Regions from separate parts of the Sus scrofa genome. Here region 1 is linked to region 2. A link is a contact called in public Hi-C data. All regions are on one chromosome and are shown on one strand. The core of a region is the stretch at or near the end of the contact, and the rest is flanking DNA. Distances in the headings are between cores, read along the strand shown.

The links. A called contact is a pair of places that touch in the nucleus more often than the background predicts.
Region 1: a Hi-C map of retroperitoneal adipose tissue shows a contact between it and region 2, with 2.7 times the contacts expected there. A contact is called at or near these places in 4 of 5 promoter capture datasets (fetal liver, liver and skeletal muscle), 24 of 47 Hi-C or Micro-C datasets (adipocytes, alveolar macrophages, blood and 14 more) and 2 of 2 datasets of targeted methods (alveolar macrophages and skeletal muscle).

The regions. Positions count from the first base shown.
Region 1 is chr5:57,747,859-57,752,552 of Sscrofa11.1, forward strand. WBP11 (WW domain-binding protein 11) reads left to right here and starts at 2,090. Exons shown (of 12, transcript XM_003481683.4): 1 at 2,090-2,293; 2 at 4,000-4,121; 3 at 4,649-4,680. The coding sequence starts at 4,058. It overlaps SMCO3 (single-pass membrane and coiled-coil domain-containing protein 3), which reads left to right. Exons shown (of 2, transcript XM_003126459.4): 2 at 1-661.
Region 2 is chr5:57,548,835-57,552,924 of Sscrofa11.1, forward strand. No RefSeq gene overlaps it. Among named protein-coding and RNA genes, the nearest start is that of PDE6H, 10 kb to the right of the region's middle.

The sequences.
Region 1 (4,694 bases), core at 840-3,339, 200 kb after region 2:
AGTTCTGTAAACGTCTCCTAACTACACACTGTAATCTGGATGAATTTTTAAAAGACAAAAGTATAAAAGAAAAAGTTATTTCTCTAATTGCAATCAACCCTGACCATCTGTGATGTGATGATTAAATACACCTCAAGTGAGTATTTACACACTCTGTAATATTTAAAAAACAAGAAAACCATATATATATTTTTTTCCACACACATATACTATATGCATGTACATAAATGTGTGTGTATATGTATACATGGCGTTTATAGAGAGAGAGGGAGAATTTAGGGTGCAGGAGAGGAACTTGCTACTCTTTTAAGAATTTGTCATTTACAGGAAACTTGTAATTTATTATTTGAGTTTTCAGAAAAATGAAACTTCATTTTCAATACTAGCAAAAAGGAAGAAGCTTCCCTTGCTCTATAAAACTTCAGGTGATCCATTTCATTACCTAATTTCAGGAAAATCCAAGGCTATGGAGGCTTAATGGTTCGAGTGAATTTCTGCAGATGCCAATAACTCCCCCGTTGAGACTTACAAAATTATTTTAAAAGTTATTGATGCAAGAGTGTGTTTGTTATACTTGATTCTTGCATTGAAGTACAAGAAATGTCTTGTGTAATTTTAAAAGTTCAACATACCTCAAAAATTAAAGCCAGATGAAATAGTTTTTCAAGTGTACTCTTCGTGTTCTTTCTCTTCTGTCACTGCTTTTTTAAATTAGTTGCAAAATATCACAATTTAGTTCACCTTCAAAATTAAGTTTTATCTCATGTTTTTTACCTGATTTATAAACATGTATCTTGTAACTAACTGTTCTTCTGGGACTCAAAATTCAGACTAAAACCAAATCAAGTGTTTTCTAAAGCAAGAGTTCCTTTAGATAAGGGACCGACTTTACAGGTTAAATGCCTATTTAAATACTCTCTAAAAGTTAATTATATACCTCCGTCAAGATTTTGGCATATTTATAACCGATAATAAGACTTGGCCTGTGTTAACATTTCCCTATAAGGGAAAGATTAAGGGGAGAAATAACCAAGGTGTCCTTATATTTTCTTAAATATTTAAACTTACCTTTAAAAGGAAAAGATATGGGAGGACTCTCAGATAAAGAGCCCATAAAAGCGAAGGAAAAGGACTGAGATTAGACCTAAGGAACTAAGTCCGTTAGCACAGTGACATCATAAAGGATTTTTGGTGAATGAAAAGAGCAGAAAAGAGCTGACATAAATCAATCTCACAACTCGTAAACTTAAAACTGACTGTACATGTACCCCACGTTCCCTCTTCAAAGAAAAATAGTCCTGCAGCAATCTGGGACTCTGATATGGGCACCGATTTGCTCAGGTCTACAAATGGTCTGTGTAAAAACTACTGAATTTCCAGGCGCACACCACGTTAGGCAAGTGCATCAAGCACAGCAAGAAGTGTTCTTGGGGGATTCTTTTTTATTTCATTTTATTTATTTATTTTTGTCTTTTTTGCCATTTCTTGGGCCGCTCCCGCGGCATATGGAGGTTCCCAGGCTCCGAATGGGAGATCGGAGCTATAGCGGCCCAGCCTACGCCAGAACCACAGCAAGGCGGGATCGGCGCCGCGTCTGTGACCTACACCACGCTCACGGCAACACCGGATTCTTAACCCACTGAGCAAAGCCAGGGATCGAACCCGCAACCTCATGGTTCCTACTCGGATTCGTTAACCACTGAGCCACGACAGGAACGCCCGGGATTCTTTTTTAAACAGAAACTCTCAAAAGACGGCAAGCGCTGGTCATGATCAAAGAAACTACAGAAACACAATCCCCGGTAACACAAACGGCGCTAAACTTCCCCATCCGGATTCCGCCCGCCTCAGGCGGTGAAATAAATGCGGATCCCGGAAATTAGGTCAGAATGCCTGAGGGTAGGACTGTCGTCGCATCAGCCAATCATATATCCCACCCGCTTAATTTTCTTATTCTTAACTGGGCTATAGGAGTGTCAATCAACATGCACTGCACTGAGTAATGAGGGCGGGCTCTCAGCCCCGACCAACCAATTCGGTACTGTACTCCAGCGGAAGAGACTCTGGTCCTGGAGTTGTCGGTTACTCTCTATGGTTTCAGGGCGCCGAAACGATGAGATTGTCGGCCCGTATGGAGAGGAAGTGACGTAAGGATGGCGGAGGGGCGCGAGGTTTCAAGATGGCGGTGGCTGGGTGGCTGACCGAGAGGCAGAGGTGAAGGCCTCTGCGAAGTCAAACAGGCCAAGAATCGTCCCCTCCCCGCTTCTCACAGCCCCAGGAGCCCAGCAGAGGTGTGAGTGTGCGGGATCGTTCCCCTGTGGTTCTTCATCCTTCGGGTCCCTTCCTGGGGCCCGCGCGGTTGCCCCGGGAACGCCAGGCCCCTGTGCCCCCGCTTTTCCTTTTCGCGGTTAGCGTCTACCAGACCGGGAACTAGGGGATCCCCGAGCCTGGAACGGAGCAGCGTCCGGCGGTCAAGCGCCTGACTTCTCCCGGGTTGGTCAGCGGAGCCTCCTGACGTTGACCGGGTTGCCTTAGGTTTGATGTGATGTCTATACCTGGAATCAGGGTCAACCGTCGCTATGGTTTCGGCAGTTGCTAATACTGTTGGCCCCTTGTTGGACCTGGGCTCCGTTCCTTTGAAGCCTCTTTGGAGGTTGAGAGTTCCGCTGAACAGCCCGTGACCCGATGTCTCTATCGCCTCTGCTTTTAGACAGGAAAGTAGTTTGTGCATAGTCAGGCTCCAGCATCTTCTGTAAAAATTCTCTGTACTTCGTACCTGTTTTAGGCTTCAGGCTGGGGAGAGGAGTGTCAACACCTAAGCCTGAGGGTAATTGAGAGAGGAAAGCAGAAAAGATAAAGCCATCAAAGATGCGAGAGCTTGTATTTGCACCAATTTTGCTTGTTTCCGCTTCCTTTCGCCCCTCACTCCCAGTTTTTGTGAGAAGGAAGCCCTTGACAGGGTGAATTAGTTGTTACTGGAACAGTTTTGAAGCTTTTTAGCAGAAATCCAGGCAGTTGAACACTTGCCGAAAGAGGTATTAACTAATAAACTTGCCTGAAAAAAACCTTCATGAAGGGAAGGGGGACTTACATGGTCTGCTAAAAAAGTGTACCTCATGATTTCTTTTCCACCTTTTATTATTTTCAAGAGCAAGCATCAAAAAGTTAAACCTCATTCATTTGGAATAACAGGAAGAAATAGTGTAATAGTGTCTTAAATTAATTAAAATTTTGACTTACAAAGTATTTTCCCTCAAACACAATTAACGCTTCCAGTGACCTTAAAAAAATACAAATCAGAAGTCAAGTTGATATTAGTAAGAAAAATATGTATCTTGATGTTTATGTGTTTAGAAGCTCTCATATACTTTCATTTTGAATATTTGTGTTTTTAGTTATGTTTTAAGCTTCTGCTTGAGAGTCAAGAATTATATCTGAATTCTAAATCTGCATTAAATAGGCTTAAATTAATGAGTTTTTACTGTCTTAGAGGTGTTGGGAAAACATGCCAGGAAACCAATGAAAGAGGCAAGGGTGAGCTATTTGTCGTTGAGCCCAGTTTTACACACACACCATCCCTTCTTATTCCTTTTCACCCTGCCTATAAATACAGGAAGGATATAGGAAAAGAACTAATAGCTTCTCATGCACATGGTTCATGTCATATTGTTGAAGCGTTTTCTGATTGATTTTTTTTTTTCTATTGATGAGTCAGTATTGTGATCCATAGAAGAAAGTTAACTGACGACTAACTGATATTCATAGTGATCTTCAGGCTCATTACCTTTGTAAATAATAATAGGAATCTGTTGGGGAAGTTGAGACTATCTTTCCTGGGCACTAAAGTCAAGACTAGGGAAAGAATAAGGTCTCAATCAAAGAAATGTTTCTTTTCAGAGTTTAGTAGGAAGAAAATTTTATCAGTATAAAAAGAAATTTTGTAAATATAGGAAAAATCAGTGTGGTTTTTTGTTTGTTTCTTTTTTTTTGTCTTTACAGGTTTTTAGGTTTTGGGCTTTTTTTTTTTTTAAACAAGTAAACCGTACAAATTGTCAACATGGGACGGAGATCAACATCATCCACCAAGAGTGGAAAATTTATGAACCCCACAGACCAAGCCAGTAAGTATCCATTAATGTGAAATGATAAGGAGGAGAAGTGGTAAAAATCACAAGGTTTAGGAAGTCTATTTTAAGCCTTAGAGATCAGCAGTGTTAGGAAGTATCAGTTATAAAATTACCTATTGTTCTCTTGGGCACATGATTAAAACTTTAAGCATACCAAAAAAAGTAGCACCTGTATTTCTAATTTGATTGACTTTCAAAGTAGAATTGGCTTAAAGCTTTCTTTTTGTATTTGGGATTTTAAACAAATTGTTTTTAAGTTTTTGTTTAGTATTTTTTGGCATCTTTTTTCTTCAGAATCATAGCTATTTTTTGAGGGACTTAACAATGTCTTGATTCATCTTGGGTTGATGTAATTGGAAGGGTGCTGTTGGCCTCTAATGGGTAAAATCAAGGAGTGCTGCTAAATCCTACAGTGCCCAGGGTCAACCTCCCACGTTAAAGAATTATCTGTATTAAATTGGAGAAAATGCTAATGTTCAAGACTTGAAAGTTTTATTTTCTTTCTGTCTCCCTCTCTTAAGGAAAAGAAGCTCGGAAGAGAGAATTAAAGAAGGTATGACTTCAGAA
Region 2 (4,090 bases), core at 452-2,951:
GTAAGTGGGAACAATCCAGAATCAGCTTAATGGACTCAAAAGTCTAATAGAAATGGTCTTCCGAGGGCTCATGCAGTGCTCGTTCAAAACGGCAGGTGGCAGTACTGTACCTGATTTGGTTTAAGTGAGCCCTGGAGAAGAGGGAAGTCCTTCACCATTCTTTCTGAAAAGGGCTGCAAACAGGCTCAATGCCCTAGGACCTCTAGCTGTAGAGAGAATGGGGTGTTTATATTTGAAATACGTTTAGGAGTTCCCACTGTGGCACCATGAGTTAAGAATCTGACTGCAGCAGCTTGAGTCACTGCAGAGGTGCCGGTTCCATCCCTTCTACATGCCACGAATATGATCATATTTAAAATAAATGAAATATGTTTAAATTTATAACTTGACTTTTAGAGTTTTATACTAGAAGGGTCCTGGGCAATTATCTAATCCAGTATCATTGCTTTAATTCTCAAACCTTGAGCCCAAAGAGGACAACTGAATTAGCTGTTTGTCTAGCCGGTGCTGTATAGCAGAAACGGGCAGAACCCAGGCCTCCTGACTGTTTTGCCCCAAGGAGATGGTGGGACTGGTGTGGACAACTGTCCACGTGATTCTTGCTTTTATTTATTTATTTATCTATCTTTTCTAGGGCCGCTCCCTCGGCATATGGAGGTTTCCAGGCTAGGGGTCCAATCGGAGCTGTAGCCACCAGCCTACACCAGAGCCACAGCAACGCAGAATCCGAGCTGCATCTGTGACCTACACTACAGCTCACAGCAACGCCAGATCCTTAACCTACTGAGCAAGGCCAGGGATCGAACCTGCAGCCTCATGGTTCCTAGTCAGATTCGTTAACCACTGCGCCACAATGGGAACTCCAATTCTTGCTTTTAAATTTCAATATTCAGCAGCCTGATCCTGTCCTGGTGAAGTATGGAGAAAGCCAAGCAGTTCAAGTTGCAAAAAGCACATGCCAGTTTATACAAACACATGATTTTGTGACCTGTATAAGTTTCCCATTTAGCCTGTTATAAAACATAAGCCTTCTTCTGTTTCTCTCTTTGAAATAATTCATAGTACTGGGAACTATGTCTAGTCATGTGTGATGGAGCATGATAATGTGAGAAAAAAGATTGTATACTTGCATGTGTAACTGGGTCACCATGCTGTATAGCAGAAAATTGACAGAACACTGCAAACCAGCTATAATAAATAAATAAATAAATAAATAATTGCTATAAAATAAGGAATAATTCCGTGTCTTATTTGCTTAGTTCTCATAATATTCATTTTTCTGTGATTCAGTCTGGCGTGATTATTTTTCCTTTTGCACTGAATATTGGATCTATTGATTACTCTTGTCTGTGTATCTTTTCCCATCACAGCTCTGGTTGTTGAGAACATGCTCTCCTTTCCTCAGTATATGGTGATTCTTGCTTTTCTCATAATCAAGGTCGATGGCACAGTGGCAGTTGCGTCATAGCTATTATGTCTGTTTGCCTCAGGTGTGCACACCAGAGGAGCATTTTCTCCTTTCATACTGTTTTTCTGCTCTGACTGTGCGGCTAGGAGCCTACATCATAAGCATCATCACCCCCAACTCCTACCCACCTATGCAAACAAACAGGAAAGGGGAGGAGGATAAAGGCAGGTCATTGCCTCCATCTGCCCAGAAGAGGCTCCCTCGCTCCTTGGTTCCCCCGCTCCTGCAGATGAGGAGGCAGATGAGGACAGGGAGTGACGGTGCTATTATGAGGGAGGGAAATGGTAAGAGGTCAGCCCCAAGAATAATGGTGCCTATTTGGCCCTCGCTTCTTGGAATCAGTCCCACACTTAGATGCTGAACTCCCTGACACTCTCTGCAACTGAAGAAGCATTTAATTAGGTTAGGTGTGGAGGAGGGAGGCAATGTCTCTTTTACAGGGAGTGTCAGAACACATGAATGTCAGCCCCTGTTCTCCCATGGATTACATACTTTAATGGGGGCAAGCAAAACCAGTTAAATCGGTCACCGGGTGGCAACAGGTTAAGAAGTAGCTGATTCCCAAGGTTTAAAATGTAGGCTTGAACTACATCCCGTGTTTTCAAGCTGGCGCGAATATAAGAATCAGTGGGGACTCATTAAAAATACTGATTCCAAGATCTTTTCCTTGATTCAGAAAACCTGGGTGGAGCCCACATTTTGTATGTTTTTTCACAAGAGATTCTCAGTGGAAAGTGTGAGGAAGATTTCAAAAGATTTCAAAAAACAATTCCCTTCTGCAATTGTTCCCTTTCGTCTATGGTGTTCTTCCTATTTATTCTTCCCTTTTAACATTGCGCATCCTCCACTTCTGGGGTTTACCTTAGCACCTCCTTTTGGAGGTTTTAAATACACCCATGCTATTTCCCAGCTCTGAGCGAAGACCACTGGCTAACGAACTGTGTCTGCTCTTTGAAACTGTTGTTGGGGAAAAGTCATTCTGGCTCGGATCATCAGTGCTCGAAACTGAGACACATGAACACGGGGAGATCTCCACAAGGCTCTTTACTTCTGCAGAAGGGCGTGAGTGCCCACAAAGCATGCCATAGAGGGAAGACCCCTCCCATTTACCCCTAAGGCAGGTGGCATACCTGTCCCCTTCCCATTGTCAGGTCAGGGCGCACATTCTTCTCGGTTGGCTAATTTGAAACAAGTTGGGAAAGAGGGGGGTGGAGGAGGGTGTCTCAGACAAAGCAGGAACAAAATGGAGTAACCAAGACTTCCTTTGATGGAAAAGGCATATGTTAATTCTCACACTGTTGCTATGCCAGATGTTTCCAGTTTGCCCCTTCACATCCACTCTCCACCTCCGTCTCCCTGATCTTTGGTGTTGCGGATAAACCCTACTGACCGCATCAATGGGCTTCTTTGCCTTCCAACTTCCGGTTGGGTTTATCCAATGGGAGGCATCAACGGAAGAGGAGAGAGTGGGAGAACATTGGGGGAGTATTGATTAGCCTCATCCATGCCCCTCCTGACTATCCTCTGTGGGTTGGCTGTGTATCTCTGCTGAAGGCCAGCACCCTCTCAGGGGGGCCCCTTCTTGGAGCTGACCTACTGGGGTTCCACTGGATCTAAGTTGATTGATCTACATTCTTGCTATACTCAAGTTATCCTTGCAATCCTTTGTAGGTTCTCCTCAACCCTTCCCATGCCTTTGTAAAAATTCCCTTTGTTAAAACTTCCTCGATAACCCTGAGTATGGGATCTCTGCTTCCAGGATTTTGATGGGGACCATAATCTACCTTTGTCTCTTTCATGGATGCTGTTTATGTAATAAGGGCTGTCTTAATTCTGAGTAAAAATAATAGAAGAGAAAGAATTGGAATTTAGGAATAGGAAAAAAGAAATTCTAGAGTTTGAATGAGCTTCAAATTATATCTATTCTATACCATGTTGTGTAATGTAGTGTCATAGGTCAAATATACTTCAAAATCAAGCCAACAAGCAAATAAACTTGTAGAAAAAATAGCTCAGGTTTGTGGTTGGGGAGAGTGAAATGGATGAAGGTGGTGAAAAGGTACCAACTTGCGGCAAAAGCTAAATTAGTACGAGGGATATTATGTACAATATGGTAAATTAATGCCGCTGTTTGATATGTATGAAAGTTAAGAGAGTAAATTCTGTGTTCTCATCACAAGAAAAGCATTTTTTTCTATTTCTTTAATTTTCTATCTATATGAGGTGATGGCTATTCACCAAACTTACTGAGGTAATCATTTCATGATGTATGTAAGTCAAATCTGAATGCTGTATACCTGAAACTTACATAGTGCTGAATGTCACTTATATTTCAATAAAACTGGAAAAGGTAAGAGTTCCCACTGTGACTCATTTGCTTAGGAACACGACTAGCATCCATGAGGATACAGGTTCAATCCCTGGCCTTGCTCAGTGGGTTAAGGATCTGGCATTGCCACAAGCTTCAGTGTAGGTCACAGATGTGGCTTGGGTCCTGTGTTGCTGTGGCTGTGATGTAGGCTGGCAGTTCCAGCTCCGATTCAACCCCTAGCCTGGGAATTTCCATATACCACAGGTATGGCCCTAAAAAGAAAAAATAAATGAATTAATTTATTTTTTTAA